2 separate regions of the Rattus norvegicus genome follow, and region 1 is linked to region 2. A link is a contact called in public Hi-C data. All regions are on one chromosome and are shown on one strand. Each heading gives the region's core, a stretch centred on a gene start, on an enhancer-like site or on the middle of the called end of the contact. The rest is flanking DNA. Distances are from core to core; before and after follow the strand shown. Region 1 holds the start of Ofd1 (Ofd1 centriole and centriolar satellite protein). Region 2 holds the start of Tmsb4x (thymosin beta 4, X-linked).

Region 1 (5,798 bases), core at 1,717-4,216, 890 kb after region 2:
TAGCACTTCCAATACAGAACCACTCAACTTGAGATCTATTCTAAATTCTATATAAAACCTCTGCACCTTTTCTAGCCATAAAATAAGTGCTACTATTTAGAATTCCAACGTATAAAACAACACAAGCTGTCTTGTGTCTGCTTTACTAGCACTTGGGAGGCTGGGGCAGGAGGGTCACTATAGCTCTGAGGCCACTTTAGAATACATAGTGAGTTCCAGAACAGCCCGAACTAGAGTGAGACCCTGTCTCAAAATGAATACTCACAGACAAGTGAACACAAGTAATAAGTAACTGCTGTGGTCAAAAGTAAGTATTGGAGCTGGAGAGATGGCTCAGTGGTTAAGAGCACTGACTGCTCTTCCAGAGGTCCTGAGTTCAATTCCTAGCAACCACATGGTGGCTCACAACCATCTGTAAAGAGATCCGATGTCCTCTTCTGGTGTATCTGAAGACAGCTACAGTGTGCTTATATATATAATAAATGAATAAATCTTTAAAAAAAAAGTAAGTATTGACCAATGTATATGTCTGCTCGTTTCCTTTAAAGCATCTCTACAGGGCTAGTTTGATGAAGTGGACACACACAATTTGGGAGTAGATTATACTGGGCTGTGGGGGAAAAAGGATAATCCAGGATGGTTTCAAAATGCCTAGCTCAGATAAACCTGATTAACAGCCCTCCCTTTCTGGAGAAGTCCATATCTTAATCTCTACAACTTAATATGTTACAGTCCCTATGGATAGAATAGGTGTTTTTTAGCTGACCCCCAAATACAGAGATTAAAACAGACATGCAATTCTAGCACTGAGGAAGCTAAGGCAGGCAGATCCTAAGCTCAAAGCCAGCTAGGTTCCATGAAAAGAGCAAAATTAAATGAGAACTTAAGTGTACAAAATATGTAAGAAAAGCAAATGCCTCTGTAGGTTGTTACCATTGGGAACGAAGGGTTTCCAGCACTGGATATACACCAAAATAACAAAAGATGCAAATCTGCTTAATCCCCCCCCCCCATCACATACAAATCCTAACTTCTCAGCGCCGAGCCGGGCGGGGCAGGATGCAAATTAAAGACCGCATATTGGATATTAGAAAAATGCCTAGGCATTTCAATTCAAAAAAAGTCTTCAGGTCCTCAGAAATTATATAGCTTGGACCAACAACTCTACATCTATTGTTAAGTGACATTAAAGAAATCACAGTCACAGAAAGGTCCTACATGCTAAGAGGTAGGAGGTAATGGTACTCTTATTTTCAGAAACAGATAAAAGGATATCTTCTCGGGTATATTCATGAGACTAAACACCAACTTAAGTAGGTGTTACCTGGCTAGTTTTGGTCAGATACCATGTTGGGACCTTTTTCTGTACAGTAGCTTATTCAGTTTAAGTTAACAAAACCACTGTTACCACCACATCCAGGTTATTATTCACTTGTATTCTCTACTTACACTAAGAGCAGACCACATCAAATTTAACTTTTCTGCCCTGCAAAGGAAATGTAAACGGTATATTCTCGAGCACACTTGAGACCTATAGCCTGGGTGACAGAAAGAAGTCCTCAAAGAGAACAGACACACACTGTTCTTGTTCTTTATGGTATCCCCAGGGTCTAGCAGTGCTAGCGATCTAGGCAACACTCATTATTTGTTGAATTAAGGGGTGACCTATAGCTGACTTAAAATTAATACCCAGAAACATCTGAGTGTTCTATGCCAATTTATGGTCCAATGTTTGCACGGAGGTTTCCATCAGCTTGTGGATCAATACTTTTTTTTTTCTGGAGTGTTCTGTGGTGGATAAGTGTTCAGCATATTATTGAAGTACCATGTCTAGTAGAAAAGGGATTTATTTGACTGGGGATACCATAGTGTTTCTTGTGAGAAAAATCTACTTAGCTGGTATGGCTGCCAAAAAGAGATGGTGCTGAGAAACAGTGTAGTCAGCAATGAAAGGCTGTGATCTATTATTCATGTCCGGTATGGTTGCCAGGAGTTGGTGCTGAGAAACAGTGTGGTCAGCAGGGAATGGCTGTGATCAATTATTCATGTCTGGTTTGGGTTTGGGAAAGTGTAGTACATACACAAGGCCAAGTACTTTTTTAACTCCGAAACTTGATAGATTTACACTAAACTGCTCTAGAGGCCAAGCCCAGGGCTGTTATCTGAAGTTACCAGGAAGCTAAAATTCATATGGTGCGATGATGGTGGAAGACTACCAGTGCAAGAGTGGGAGGGCGAACTTAAAAATCCTTTGCAAGTTAAACATTTTAGGTTACAGGCAAACACAAGATAATACGCAAGCACCGCAGTTCAAAGCCATCCATTTTTATAGCAAATCTCTCTGCAGAAGAACCTTTAGAAACTGCCCTGTGCTCCTGACAGCTGTAATTCCATTTGTCACACAGATCAGCAAACACACAATGGGGGTTCTCTATAAAATTAAGTTCTGTGTTTCTCAACGAGATGAGCTTTTTGCATCTTTGAGAGAGCATCAGTCAAAGTCTGGAGACAAGTGAGTGCGGGGGTAGGATACTACTGACATTTAACGGAAACAGACCAAGGATGCGGTCAACCTATGATGCCCAGGACTGCTTTCTACAACAAACCTGTAAAGGGCAATGGCACTGCAGTGAAGATACACTGGGTTAACTGACTGACCCGGAGAACGCCAAGCCACCGAGCGCACTCTATCAACCAGGAGAACGGTGATTAGTCTGGCTCTGGTGTTCGGTCAGGGCGGGATAAGGGTCTAAGACCAATGTCCGCATCACGTGAGGCCTGCAATTCCCAGCGGACCCAGAGCCTCCGCCCCCTACTTCCCTCCAGATCTTACCTGTAGGGAGGAGCTGATAGTAGAATCACTCACCTCGCGAACCTGCGCTCCGGAGCTTCTGCTTGGAAACCCGGAGTCACTCCCCCGAGATCTGAGGCTCTGCTCTCGCGAGATGTGGATGGGACTTCCGGCCTAAGCTCGCGCATGCGTCGCAGCGCGCCAACCCTTGGCGTGTGCGGTTGGTCAGAGAGACGTTCGGCCAGCTGAGCGGGGCGGGGATCGGTGTAGGAACGAGCTGTGGAGCAGTGAAAACTGCTTACGGAGTGGCCGCTTCTGGTCCTTCGTTTCTCGTTTCCGTCTTTATTCCATCCAGAGTCCCTCCTGGGTCACGGCCCCACCCGCCCTTTCAAACTGGGAGGAAGTGCGCGTGTTTGACGAAATAATGGGCTGAATGATCAGCTCTCTTGTTCTTCCAGGTCCCTAGAGACAGAGGCTGGGCTCGGAGTTCAAGGGCTCCCTCTCCTCCTAAGACCTGTCCCGGGCAAGGAGTCCGACCGAGGAGGGGCGAGCTTGGGAGCAAGCAGATAACGATGGCTCAGGTAGTTTCACCTGCCTTTTGACAGGTGTTTTCAGAAAGGAACCGCTCTTTGTTTATGTTCGTTAAAGCTTCGTTAAGCATCTTAGTGCTTCCGGTGAGGTCACTGGTCTGATTTCTGAAAATCACGTCCCCCTTTGCCACTAGGTAACTCATCATTTTCTCTTTTCAGTCCACCATGCCCCACAAGTGTGATGATGTGTTGAGTCAAGATGAACTGCGCAAAAAGCTATACCAGACGTTTAAGGATCGGGGTATACTGGACACACTTAAGGTATCAAATTTAGGCATGATTGTGTGGTTACTTCCACAAGTGTAACCTTGAACAGCAGGCTTTTCCACATTTAAATTCATCCAGAGCTTAGCTTTCTTTTTCTTTTAATAAAAGATTTATTTTATTCATTATAAGTATATCGTGGCTGTCTTCAGAGGGCATCAGATCCCATTATGGTTGTGAGCCACCATGTGGTTGCTGGGAATTGAACTCAGGACCTCGGAAGAGCAGTTCAGTGCTCTTAACCACTGAGCCATCTCTCCAGCCCAGCTTTCTAAATACTGAACAATAGCTTAGTGAGTTACATTCTGAACATGTTGAGTTTCAGTTGTCCTTTTCAAAGAGCATATAATTGATTGATTGAACTGACATTAAGGTAGCACACAATGTGTTTATACATTATGAACACATTACCATAAAACTAAGCAGCTGTTAGAAAACTTGTTCAGTCTAGATTTGACCATGCTATGTATATGTAATGAGAGCAGGAGGGGGACTACTGTGGGGAAAGGACCGGACTGGAGAGGGTAATGGGAAGGTGCATGTGTGCAGAGTACAGCCACATACATGTCTGGAAACGTCAAAATGGTGCCCATTTGCTAACTAAACCATAACCCCATTAACATAGGTTTGCAGTTTTCAGAATTAATATGTGCTTTTAGAGTCTGTGTGATGACACTACATAGAAAATATGAAGGTACTCCTTAACCATGTAACAGTTTGAGAAGTGAAATTTGTTTTTAACCACAGTGGAATGTACCAGGTATATTGGCACAGGTCTTTAATCTCAGCACTTGAGAAACAGAGCCAGGCACATTTCTTGTGAGTTAGAAGGCAGCTGGGCCAAATAGCCAGTGCTAGGTCTGCTGAGACTTCGTAGTGATGCCCTGTCTCAGGAAAAGTAAATACAAATATTTTAGAGTGTGAATATTTAAAATGAATAGCAATTATGTATTAGCACATCTTAAGTTTGGGTAACAGCAAGAGATGGAGTTAGTTAATTCAATGTGTTTACTTACTTGTACCTTTTAGAATTGGAAATTAAGGAAAGGTGATCCTGATATCTCCCACTCTTAATTGTTTTATTAACTTCATAAAAATATTTATAAGACTTGTCTGGAAAATACAGAAAAGCAGAAGAAAGGAAATCATGTATTTTATAACTACAAACTGCTATAGGTGTGTATATCATTTTAAATTTTGTATGAGGAGCCTTTCCCTATTTCTTCAAGTTGCTTGCAATCCTTATTTTCAGTGGCCACAGATTCATCCTGGTCAGTCAGGTCATTTAGGTTGCTGTCTCCTAGTGAATGTGTAGCTTCTACTCAGGTCTCCATATCTTCTGTTTGTTGCACCTACCATTTCCTGCCTAGTCTAGAGAACTCCCCTTTCTGAATCCAAAGGCATGAGCATGCTTTGACCAGTTTGCAGTGTTCTTCTGCTTCCTTCCTGAGTACTGGGGTGTCAGGCCAGGGCCATTGTGCCTTTGGGTAAGAGCATTTTTAGCAGTGTGTCCATATGGCTATGGAGGGATTGTCCTTGTCTATTTCCCAAGCAGTTAGGGAATACTCGTTTCATTGTTGCCCTTTTAGCAGGGTAACACTGGAAAAGATATTACTGCTACATTTTCTGCGTCATTACTTTGATTATTGTACCTTTCTGTCTCTCTATACTTTTTCCATGAGAATGGTTACAGTGGTTGTGTTTTAAGTGTTCTTTCTATAAAATGATTGATCTTCTTTTCAATTTTTGTTGCAGCACTTCACCCTCTTTATTCTGCTTTAATCTGGCTGTACAAGTATTGATATCTAATATTAGATCAAGCCAAACTTTATAAATTCTCATGTCATTGAATGTACTCACTTTTGTGTGATTGTGCACATGTGTGTTCTGGCTCCTGTGTGTGCAGATGCATATGCATGTGTGTGTTGCTGTGTAGGGCAGAGGTCTACCTTAGGTATCTGTGAGCATCTATCTGCCTTGTGTTTTGAGACAGGGTTTCTGTCTCACTGTCCTAAGCTCACTGATTTGGCTAGGCTTGCTGGCTGTTGAGCTCCAGGTATCCTCCTGCCTCCACCGCCCGCCACCAGCCCCCACCTCAGCCCCAGTGCTGGAATTACAAGCACTATCATGCCTAGCTTTTTATGTGTATGGTA
Region 2 (6,023 bases), core at 3,004-5,503:
ATAGACCTAAGATACAACTATATATCTTTATTTCTAGCCTGTCTACAAAGCCAGTCTGAAGACCTTAGCATGCTAGAGAAACCTAGCATTTAAATGAGGCCATTTCTAAGGCAACTGCTCTAAGTCCCGACCACATTACTGGGGTTGCTGTATGATCTTAGCTTAGTGGGTTAGTTAATTTCTCTATACCTCCTCCATCTACAAAGTGAGGGAAATAACAGGCTTCCTTAGCAGGTCTTCTGGGATACAGCAGGGAGAACTCCCAGTATACAGCAGACAGTCAGAAAATGCAGGCTCTTAACACTGCTGTTATTATGGCCATGCTCACAAGCAGTCTCATTCTCCAGCCTGTTACCTACCTTCCTTTCAACAACATTTCCTGCCACTCTCTTTCCTCCCATGCAAGTCCCTTGCCAAACCAAAATTACTACTCACTGCCCTCTGCAAGACTCAAAAGATTCTACATTTTTCAACCGGCTGCCCTGGCTATTTGGAGACTGAGTAACCACTTGGAGGGGATGTTGTAGAGGCAAACTCAAGCTGCAGAAATTCCTTCGGATCAATGAAGGGGACAGGGCAATTAGCAATGCTGCACATGCCTGGGGTGGAGGGGGTGGGGTGTGGGGAGCTCTTGGTTTCCTCTGTGCACACCGGTTTTCTTCTACTCATTTTTTTCTCACACTGGCCGAGGGAGCCCTTTGTTCCATCGTACTGGAGCCACAATGTGGAGCTGCCATGGGTGAGAATGCTAGACAATGCTAGAGAAAGATCTCTTTCAGCGAACCTAGTGGCGGGAGTCGAAGGAAGGACATAGACTTATAACAGAGGAATGTTTACTTTAGCTTAAATTTTCTGAGCCTCAGTTTCTTTTGGAGTAAAATGAGGAAGTCAGAAACCAGTGCTTAGGATGAGAATTGAATCCTATTTTATATGCAAAGGCTTCAGTGAGGTACAAAAGCTAGCAAGGACTTGATTTTGAAGATCCCTTCCCTCCTTTGTCCTTTCATCTTCTGTTACCAAGGGACTCTAGGCTGTTCACGGGGATTAAGCTTCTCCCTGTACAAGGGGGGAGGGGTAACTGTAAAGGAGGGTTTGAAGGGAAGGTGGCAATTGGAGGAACCCCAGGGGAGTGTGGGCTGCATGCAGGTGGAGCAGATGGTCCTGAACTCGGATAAAAAAGAGTGGGATTTGAACAAGCAAAGAGCTGAGAGCCCTCTACCTTCCCTGTCCCCAGGCTCCTCCTCTTTTTCCTTCTTATTACTGCTCTGGCCAAAACTAAAAAGTTAAAGATCATAGGACCATTTTCATGAGCTCAGACTTCTATGGGCTGTCACTCCATCATTGGAAATGGACACGACTTTGGCCCAGGCCCACACTGGAAAGCAAAAGAAAACAAAGCGCCTGCTCATGCCACTTCCTGGTTCTGTGGGGCATGAGCTTCGACAGGGAGGGGCCACTTTGTTGGGTTTCTCCCAGGGTGCCATGGCCTGTGAGCTGAGAGAGGCAAGGCGGTTGTGAGGTGGGCTCTTCGCTTGCCTTTCACTGAAAGGCCCCAAGAACAGAATCCACCATGCAGCTGAAGGGACCAGGGCCTCTGAAAGCAACCTTTTTTTTTTTTTTTTTTTTTTTTTGCCTCTTCACATCCTTGTCTTTGTCACTTAATTGGAATTGAAAACTCCCACCTCAGTGGTTTTTGTGCCCAGTATATGCTAATCTACTTATAAATGCTTCCTTCCCTGAAGCAGCAATTATCCCTGACATCTGGAATATTAATGCTAAGTAGATTCAACTGTCTGAGATGTAAACCGGTTATTGGAGTCATCTGTTAAGGAACTGATTTCAAGTACTGAGACTCAACTGAAGCAGTGTGATCGTGGTTAATTGAGCAAATACTATCTTCTAGGTGTCAAGAAATATACTGGTTTATTACCCAGGCTGGCCACAAACTCCACTCTGGATGACCTTGAATTCCTAATCCTCTTGTCTCTGCATCCTGAGTGCTTGCATTGCAAGCATGTCGTACTATTTTATGTCACACTAGAGATGGAACGTAGGCCTTGGTGTAGTCTAGGCACGTGCTCTGCCAAGTGCCACAAAATACCTAATTTTTGCTAATAATTCATTAGAGAAATAATATATTCACATATTAATTATGTAGAAATATACAAAGAAATATATACATTTCCCTTTATAGAGACACAATGACAAATTACTTGAGGTTTTTGCTAATGGCAAATGCGAAAACATTTATTCTTTTCTTCTCAACTTTCTATTTTAAATAAGAACAGGGCAAAATGCTCGCTTTTGGAAGTTTGGTCCCAAGAACTTGATCTTTCCACAATTCCTACCACTACTTAACACCAATTGTCCACTTTCCAGAGAGGAGTTAAACGAATAATGGACAAGAGAAGCCCAACACTTTGACAGTCCCTTTTATTTGCATTTCATTCTATCTCTATCACCCTCAGTTCCCCGGGCAAGTTGCTTCCTCTCTTACAGCCTGCCTGTTCTTTTTCAGTCAGCAGCTAAAATAATCTGCCTGCTACATTGTTATGAAAGTAGAAAACTCTAGATGTTTACAGAGTCCACTCTTCAATCTCCTCTGGCCGCATAACTTCTGTAAAGGCTCATCTTTCCTAAGGCAAACAGGCAACCAGGGTCAAGGCTATGGCATTCCTTTGACGTAGGAAGACACAGAGGCAGGGACAGCTGAGTGAAGGGACATGGAATCCAATGACCCACCAAAATGGTGTCAGTGTAACTGCAGAGGCCAAGCAGAAGAGGTCAGGAATGCATCCCGCAAGATCCGTTCTGTGTTTCAACAATGCAGTAAACTCCCTTCTAGTGAACACGGGGAGAGAGGGGATGTGTTACCCGAGAGGTGACATCTAATGCACGCTCAAACAGGTCCAGGGCCCATGCAAAGGGCAGAAAGGCGGTCTCCCAAGTAGAGCATTAACTGGGAAACCACATGGGTCACCTGCTCCTGCCTACCCCCATCTCCTTCCTCCTAAGTAAAAAGAGAAGTAGATGAAGAAATGGGGAAGTCCAAGCTGCCCCAGCAGTACCAGTTTAGGGTCCTTATAACACTTGACTCACTGCCAGAGAGGCAAAGCCTCTGTCATAAAAAATGCTTAGCAAAGGCTTTCTGGAAACATCCCTCCAGAGCACAGAAAAGGAGAAGAAATGTTTTATAGTTCTCGATGTCTCCGAAATAATCCCAAGGATGCTTTTTAATATCCTACGTAGCTTCTTCCTATCACCTACCACTTGCAGGCACAAGCTTGGTACCTGCAATTACTTTTTAGTAGCAAGTAGGTCCCTGGTACTCGCCGACTCAGGTGCCATTTTGAAACCAGCACCTCTCTACCTGAATCGTCCACATGTGTTGCTGAAAACCTTTCCCTCAAAACCTAGCTCGCACTTCTGTTTCAATCCTGATAGTAAAGCTAAAGGATCTTGTGATCTTCGGGAATCCGTGGCTTTCATTAGAAATCACTTTTAATTGATGAAAATAAAACAGAAATGAACTTCCTTATTGTCAGTCAACAGCAAAAGTTGAATTTGATTTAATTTTTAAGGGGCAGGCTGTGCTCTCCATAAAGCTCCCAATTAGCTTACACCTAGCAAATGTTAGTTAACTCGATTGCTCACAGAAATTACAGCAAACAATATAGATGCTGCAATGCTAAAACTTTTCTTTTAAAAATCCACCCAGGGTTCCTTTATCACCCTCTCATATTAAGGGGGAAGACAAGCGAGGGAGACAAAGAGGGCCGGGTGGGGCGGGCGAATGCGGTCCACTGGTCTGAAAGCTGAGTCATAGGAATCAGACCCCACCAGCCCTTGTACGCGGGACACCGCACCCTATGATGCGGGCGTTGGCTGCAGACAAAGCCGGTTTCTAAGTAAAAAAATGTCTGTCCCCTTAGGTGCCACTCGGGACCTTAGTTATCACGCATTAATCCTTAAGAACAGGTTTGGGCGGCTATTGCAAAAGTTCAGGATAATAAAATAGACGTCAAATGGGGGAAGGGGCATTTTGAAGGCGTTTGTTCCGTTTCTAGTTCCGCCATCGATGTGGTTCAAGGGCCCTGGTGGATGGGGATGTGGGGGTTGGGGAGGGGGGGGGTCCGACAGGCCTCTGAACGCCCTTCCGGAGACGCGGCGTGAAGGAGTTAAGCGGGACAGCGGGTGACATCACCTCATTTGCATATGAGCGCGCATAAAACGGCGCTCGCCGCGCCCCTCCCGACAGTCGGCAGCGGCCTCTGAGCAGATCGTCTCTCCTTGTTCGCCCAGCTCGCTCAGGTGAGCCCCAGGGCCCCTTCCTTCTATCCTTCCCTGCCTCTCCGGCGGAGGCGCTTGCCTCATCCTTAAAGCGAAGTCCAAGGGGTACTTCCAGGCAAGGTTGTTTCGGGGGACCGGGGCAGGGGGTATCTGAGTAACGGGAAGGGAAATCGATGATAAGAAAAAGCCCCCCCCCAAAAAAAATCGGGCATTCTGCTGCGCAGCTTAGAGGGGAATTGGTTTTTTCTCCTCGACCCTCTCTCCGAAGTGTTTTCCTTTACTTAACTGGCTGTAATTAATCAGAAATAGAAAGATCCTTTGTTCAAACGCTCTGCATTCCCCTTAAACGCCTGATGGCTTCGAGGGCTGTTATCTGTGGCAGGTTTAACCTACCCGGCCGGCCTTTAGCGTGAAAATTGGGAAGCCCTTGCAGAGGAATGTATGCAAAGGCGGTCAAATGGCCCCTGCATGCAGATCAAGATGCGTTTGCGAGAAGTGGGGAGGCAGCTTTGTGTGCCGAGGCTGCATTGTTGGGCAGGAGGAGGAGAGGAAGCGAGTAGGGCGGTGGTCGGCAGCTGGCGGCGTCAGCTCCCTCGCCTTTGTGAGGAGGAGAAAGCTGGACCGCCTGGTATCTTTTGGGGAGCCAGCCCCGTTTTGCGACCTTGGCTCTATTTTAAGAGATTTTACTAGACTTTTTCCTCTTAAACTGGAAGTGGCTTCGTTCTATCCCAATTTTAATTTTTCAACACTACAATGTTAAGATTCCGCAATGATGAATTTTATTCTACGGAAATACCTTTGAGTATTTCCACCTTCACTCTTTGATTCTTCACTTTGAGAATATTAAGGGGGAAGATTTTTTTTTCCTATAGAAAGACTAAGGTCTTTAGCGAGGAGTCAACAAGGCAATAGGATTTTAGGCTTTGGGGTTTCGGGCGCGCGCGTTTGGGGTGCTTTCAGAACTGGGAGAGGCGAGGGTGGGTTCCTCTTTCTTAGCTTTGGTCTTCGTTTTGTACCTGCAGCTCCTTCCAGCAACCATGTCTGACAAACCCGATATGGCTGAGATCGAGAAATTCGATAAGTCGAAGTTGAAGAAGACAGAAACACAAGAGAAAAATCCTCTGCCTTCAAAAGAAAGTAAGCTGTTCGCCCTCGCCCATTTTCAGAGCCGGCTGGGCGGGAGCAGAGCGGGAGCTGCAGTCGGGAGGAGGAAGGGAGGGGCCGCGGGGAGGATGGGGGGTTCGGGGGAGGAGCCGACAGTTGATGATGATGAATATGGCCTGCAAAGGTTAATTAAAAACTGTTTTGCAGCCAACAAGCGCCGGGCTTCAGTGATTTAATAATGGAATATTTATTATTCTGTTATGCAAATACATTTATTGGGTAACTGCTTTGGTTGAGTATGTCTTGCTCAGCGTGGCTACTATGTATCCTTCTAGAAATTTTATAAGATGAAAAGAGATTTTTTTTAAATGAACATCGTGTCATTTTAGACGGTGCTCTAAGCCTCCATCTTTTTTTTTTCTTCCACAGCAATTGAACAAGAGAAGCAAGCTGGCGAATCGTAATGAGGCGAGCGCCGCCAATATGCACTGTACATTCCACGAGCATTGCCTTCTTATTTTACTTCTTTTAGCTGTTTAACTTCGTAAGATGCAAAGAGGTTGGATCAAGTTTAAATGACTGTGCTGCCCCTTTCACATCAAAGAATCAGAACTACTGACCAGGAAGGC

Evidence for each region. Hi-C and Micro-C count contacts between places; a contact is called where the count stands out from the background.
Region 1: a Hi-C map of liver shows a contact between it and region 2, with 4 times the contacts expected there. The contact joins the promoter of Ofd1 here to the promoter of Tmsb4x in region 2. A contact is called at or near these places in 2 of 12 Hi-C or Micro-C datasets (frontal cortex and liver) and 1 of 1 datasets of contacts at active chromatin or transcription factors (oligodendrocytes).

The regions. Positions count from the first base shown.
Region 1 is chrX:31,644,034-31,649,831 of GRCr8, forward strand. It overlaps Ofd1 (Ofd1 centriole and centriolar satellite protein), which reads left to right and starts at 2,967. Exons shown (of 23, transcript NM_001106961.1): 1 at 2,967-3,372; 2 at 3,541-3,642. The coding sequence starts at 3,364. It overlaps Trappc2 (trafficking protein particle complex subunit 2), which reads right to left and starts at 2,880. Exons shown (of 6, transcript NM_001024965.1): 1 at 2,867-2,880.
Region 2 is chrX:30,757,358-30,763,380 of GRCr8, forward strand. It overlaps Tmsb4x (thymosin beta 4, X-linked), which reads left to right and starts at 4,254. Exons shown (of 3, transcript NM_031136.2): 1 at 4,254-4,311; 2 at 5,313-5,427; 3 at 5,824-6,023. The coding sequence starts at 5,328. The coding sequence ends at 5,858. LOC134484016 (a long non-coding RNA gene) reads left to right here. Exons shown (of 4, transcript XR_010061311.1): 4 at 1-3,056.